2 separate regions of the Mus musculus genome follow, and region 1 is linked to region 2. The links are chromatin contacts, called in public HiChIP or PLAC-seq maps. All regions are on one chromosome and are shown on one strand. Each heading gives the region's core, a stretch centred on a gene start, on an enhancer-like site or on the middle of the called end of the contact. The rest is flanking DNA. Distances are from core to core; before and after follow the strand shown. Region 1 has its middle 26 kb from the start of Gm31463. Region 2 has its middle 28 kb from the start of Gm31401.

The links. HiChIP or PLAC-seq counts read pairs in DNA pulled down with a chosen protein or histone mark.
Region 1: a contact with region 2 is called in a FOXA1 HiChIP or PLAC-seq map of pancreatic cancer cells. The contact joins two enhancer-like sites. A contact is called at or near these places in 2 of 484 Hi-C or Micro-C datasets (embryonic fibroblasts and uterus) and 1 of 115 datasets of contacts at active chromatin or transcription factors (pancreatic cancer cells).

Annotation. Positions count from the first base shown.
Region 1 is chr8:8,601,533-8,604,232 of GRCm38.p6, reverse strand. No RefSeq gene overlaps it. Among named protein-coding and RNA genes, the nearest start is that of Gm31463, 26 kb to the right of the region's middle. Within about 2 kb of position 1,437, at least 109 of the 459 cell types and tissues checked have an H3K27ac peak or open chromatin away from gene starts, as enhancers often do. A contact at or near this core is called in pancreatic cancer cells, where this site is marked.
Region 2 is chr8:8,053,163-8,055,862 of GRCm38.p6, reverse strand. No RefSeq gene overlaps it. Among named protein-coding and RNA genes, the nearest start is that of Gm31401, 28 kb to the left of the region's middle. Within about 2 kb of position 1,387, at least 13 of the 459 cell types and tissues checked have an H3K27ac peak or open chromatin away from gene starts, as enhancers often do. A contact at or near this core is called in pancreatic cancer cells, where this site is marked.

The sequences.
Region 1 (2,700 bases), core at 188-2,687, 550 kb before region 2:
TGAGAAACACAAAAATAAATAAGTAAATGTAGTAACTCTTCCCTCATAGCACATTCCAGCCTCTGATCCAGTGTCCCCGTGTCCTTGTCGTCTGTAAAGTAAATAACAGTATTGCAGTTTCCAGTGGTCGTCTCCGTGACTGGGTGTGGTCACGTCCACCACTGCCTGCAGTTGGCTTCTGTGCTGGCCATTGTTGTAGAGTTCCCACAGAGTTGATCTAGTGAGTGGATAAGCACTGAGCTTTAAAACATGATTATTTAAGTTTAAGAACCACACCCAAAGAAGGATGCTTCCTCTCAGCTGCCATTTCATGGCAGGATGGAGAGTTATAATTGAAATATACAAGAGTACACTATCAGCCCTTACAGCATTTAGCTTAATGTTCACCAAGTCATAGGTGACGACACTTCGAATTTATTACCCATATAATCTGCCAATGCAAAGAATATTGGCAGCAATCTAGGCCAACCTGGGCAACGTCCGCAGTAATGCCACAGTTATAAGGATGTCTCTGGTGGGGACCCAACTGGTCCTTTAAGTCCCTAGACATAGCAACCTGAGCCCCAGGGCCCTGTGGCCAAGAAGAAGAGAGTGGAACTCAGCCTTGTGGCCCTGCGAATACACCACTGGATAAGCCCTACCTTGAATGGGTATCTTACAACAAACCTTTGCTGTGACAGCAGGAAGTTGTCATTTACAAAGTTCACACCCAAGAGCCAACTGCATGGTTGGCTTTTTCTTTTTAAACTGTAAACAATATAATAGTCTTATAGGCAAGACAACTTAGGTGGCTTGCATTCATGTCTGCCATTGGCTATATGTAGCCCCAGACCACAAGTTGAGGGAGCCTGGAAGGTGGCGCTCCTGAAGGAATCAGAGGAGCCAATTTCACCTGCAAACAGTGTGCAGGTGAAGGGAGTGAGACATTCCTCCCTCTTATCCCAGCAGCAACCTGGCATCTGATAGCTTTGTGACTCATATTAGGTCTGTGAACTCAGACAAGAAACACAAGCAAACCCCACAGCTCCCTCTTCATCTGCACTTCCCCTCTTCGGCCCCCTCAGCTTCTCACCTCCTGCTGCCATTGTGAATAGAAGCAGGGTTGCTTCAGCTGATTCAGAGAAGCCCATGTTGAGCCCACATGACTCTGGAAGGAGGTGATTCTGTCAAGTCAAGATCCTGGTTAGTGGGGGCAAGTGGGTTTGGTCAACCAGGTGGCTCCTGCAGAAGAGCCTGGAGTGTGCGTGGTTACCCCAGGAAGCTGAGTCAGAGATGGGATGAAAGTCCTGGGTGAGAGAGTGAGACAGGCCTGGAGCCCACACAGTGCACTAGATAAGCAGAGACGAAGGAGCCTGGTGTTTGTAAAGTGGAGTCTGCCTGCCCCACCTGCTCCTTCCAGTTCCTGGGGCACAGATGACTCAGAACTTGGCAGGACTGCCTGCCTGGTGAACCCAAGCTGCCCCAGGAACTGCTGTACCCCACCCTCTGCCTCACGAACTCCTGTCTGCTCAGCGAGGCAACTCTCCTTCAGGAAGTGGCACTAGCTACTTCTATGAAAAGTGTGTCACCGTGTGGCCAGCCAAGAAGGAACTCTTGATGAGTTTGGTGGTTCAGGACACTTTTAGCAGTTTGGATAAGTCGTGGACTCCTCTCTCCTGATGACAAGATTTTAAAATCCATAAAATAAAGTGCACAGCACATCACAAAGCCAACTATTTTGAAACTGCTCTCAAAGGAAACCAAATATCCTGAAATATGTTTATCAAGTGTTATATTTGCAATATAATGTAAGACACTTGCCTCTTTCCCACACACTGAGTAACCAGATACCCTCAGTGCAGTAGTGACTACCCGTGGCCTGGTTTTATGCTTGCTGGTTTTCTTTTTTTTATGGTGCTGGTAGACGTGGAACCCAGTGCCTTTTGGATGCTAAGCAGGTGGTATACTGCAGAGCTACAGCCCCATCCTACAGGGGCATTTCAAAGTTTTACCAACAATCTTGACCTGCTGCGACCAAGCAGTATCTAAGTTACAAACAAATGTAACATTTCCCATGACACAGTCGCGAAATAGCACAGCTCTTGTGCAGTTGGAGGGTGGGAGAGAGACTTACTAAGAGAAAACACTCTTTGATGCCTCTGACTTATCAATCAAGGCCACGAGCTCAGTTTTTCAAGTTGCCATCCGGGATGTGGAAGCCTGTTAAATGGTAGAACGCAAACTTTGGCCACAGAGGCCCCCTTGCTTTGCTCTCCTCTACTTCCCGCAGAGCTAAGTGCGCTATCCTTCGCTCATCTCCTCTTCCGACTCTGTCTGGACCGTCCCTTCAGTACACGAGGCCATGCTCTAAGGCTGTGGTCCACTGTGGACCTCAACCTGCACACCTGAAAGTTTTCACCATTTCATTCACTGTGGGAGGTGCGCAGGGCTAACTGAACAAAAAATCGTGACTTGCTTCTAAATATTGGTGTGGCTAGGCCTAGTGGTGCCAACCTGTCATCGCAGCTATATGGGAGGATGTAGCAAGAGGATCCTTGCTTGGCTTACAAAAATAAGTGTACAGCCAGCCTGGGTGACTTAGCAAAATCCTGACTTATATAGCACATTGAAAAAAAAAAAAAAAAATCTAGGAAGTAGGTCCATGTGGTAGAATGCTTGCCTAGCACGCATGAAGCCCTGTGTTCAGTTTCCAGTACAAAA
Region 2 (2,700 bases), core at 138-2,637:
TGTCATGTGTATACATAACACACACACACACACACACACACACACTCAAAACCTATTACTATAGAAGAATTTTGGAACTACTTTGAGAGCCCCAATGCTTCCTTAGGTTCAGTTCATCTTCTCTCCACAAATCTTAGAGAATTCAAATGCTTGCTATTCTCTTATGCCCCCATCCTCAGTTTCACTTAATGTGCCTCCACACCCCTGGGAGATTTTTTTTTTGTTTCTGATTTCTGCTGTTCCACTAGACCCACAGAATTCCTCATCATTACAGTCCAGGGTATTCCTGTTTAGTATATAATTCTATCTGTGCAGTAGTTAATATCTTTGCCATTGGTCCATGATGTATTCCTTCCTTTGGCAGCCCATGAAAACCTCCCTCTGCCTATGTCAAGTGTTGGGAGAGACTTAGCAATAGAGATGAAGAATTCATGTCTCTTGGAAGTGAATTAGCATATAAAAAAGTTAGAAGGGAGTTGTGTTGTGTCTTTGTGGTGGGGAATCACAGGATTAATATTTTACAGTTGAAAATTCTTGTTTTACACACTGTCCAGAACTATCTTAACCTAAGGCCAACATCACCTAATGTTAACTTCATATTCTATTCCCATTTCCCTGTGATTTCAAACCCAGCACCAGACGTCCTTTCGTAATTATTCATAGCAATGCTTTCCAATGTCTAAAGCAAAATTAATGTTGAACTTATCTTTTCCCCTCTCAAAACAGTGACTTATGTTTTTTCATTCATAATTATCTTATGGATTTTTAATTTGACTGTTTCCATAATTGAATCTTCTATTCCTTTTAAAATCCCCCAAATAATATTAAATAATCATTATCATCACACAGAAATTTGGCTGAACCAAGTTCATGTTCACAGATGACTGGCTAATACAAATACCTGTTTCATCTAATTAACTTCCAGTATTTTATGCCTATTGATTGCCTTGATTGATGAATAGATGCATAAATATATAAGTGGAGAATGTTTCCAATGTTGACTTTTTATTCATTTCCACTAGGCGTTTTTTCCTTCTGTGTCGGCTAGCAACTTTTTAGCAGATGGTGTTTTCTTCCTGGTTACCATTCTAGGAGGTACTCTGCATTTCTCAACATTCCTGGCAATTTTGAGGCCATGAGTGATTGAAAGGTCATTGGGCACTGAGTATGATGGATAGCAGAACAGAGTACAAAGGCGCTGTTATTAAGTTTCATTTACATTCTTGTGTTTTTATATCAATTACCAAGAAGAATACACATTTTTTATTATTGTTTAAATGTAAGTCATAAGCTTAGATAAAATCTGCCCCCAAGTTCTCTATCAGGAAAGCAAATAATAGCTCAGAGCAATTCCTTTGTATGCACAGTTAATCATTAATTTTATTAGGAAAGGGACTGCCTTGTTTCCACCCAGGACACCATGTTTCTCTCTATCCTTCTTACTCTCGGCCTTAGGTGAGTCAGTTTGTGATTACAGTGTCAGTAAGTCATTCATCATATCCTCTTGGCAATAGAACTCTTTTCATCAGAAAAATTTGCAGACTTGGGGTGGTTGAGCCTATCACCCATATTATTCAAGTTCTTGATTCACTGCAATCTTCCCTTAAAATGAGACATTTCTTCATTCTGGATCAAGTTAGAGTTTATCTGATGTAGTGTGCTAGACCAGCAATCTCATTTGTCTGATTCTTAATATACTTTAGAGATGATCCTAATCTTTGCTTTCATAAATAATAAAAATCAAGAATTTTACACACTCTCTAAGTTCACTGAGCTTTTTTGTTGATACAAGGCTGAAACCAGTATGTAATGAAAAGTTATAACTTTTCAATTCCTAGAATTGTATTTTTGATATATATGGGTGTATATTTGTTCCTGATGCTACTGTAGTAATGATGTATATATATATATATATATATATATATATATATATATATATACATATATACATATATAAAATATCTTTTAAGTTATTAATTGCAGTATTTTTATTGCAATATATATTTTACATATATTTTCAATCTACTTTAAGAAAAATGGCCATAAACATGATTAGAGTTCACAAAAATTCCAAAAATAAAAGCACAGAAAGTTAATTTTGGAGACTGGATATTTTTGTTGATAATTCCTTACCTTCACTCAGAAAGACAGAGAATTTCTCAGAGTTATAATAATGGCTCCAATACCGAGAGAAGCCTTTTTTTTGTGTGGCAGTCACTTGTTGCCTGCCTTGATGTTAGACGGCTGTGAAGGTTTCAGGGCACTTTGGATCAGTCCTCCTTTCTCAGTATGTTTTAAAACTTTAATATCTGAATTTTACATCCTGAGTGCAGTTCCTCTTCCCCCTTTCCTCCCAGTCTCTTTCCCTAAACCCTATCCATTTCTCTTCAACTCCTCTTCTGTGTCTCTTCAGAAAAGGACCATCCTGGACGGGTAGCACTCAGCAGTAAGACTAGGCACCTCTTTGCCTATTAAAGCTAGACACTGCAACCTAGAAGGAGGAAGGCAGTCCAGACACATGCAGCAGAGATAGCGACAGCCCCTGCTCCCACTGTTAGAAGTAGACCAAGCTACACAACTCTAGGGAGGGCTGAATTCAAGGCCCATGCAGCCTCCCTGGTTGGTGGTTCAGTCTCTTTGAGCCTCTCATGGGGAGCAGGGCCATCATGGAAGAAGGACAGAGTTTTCTCTCTGAACTTT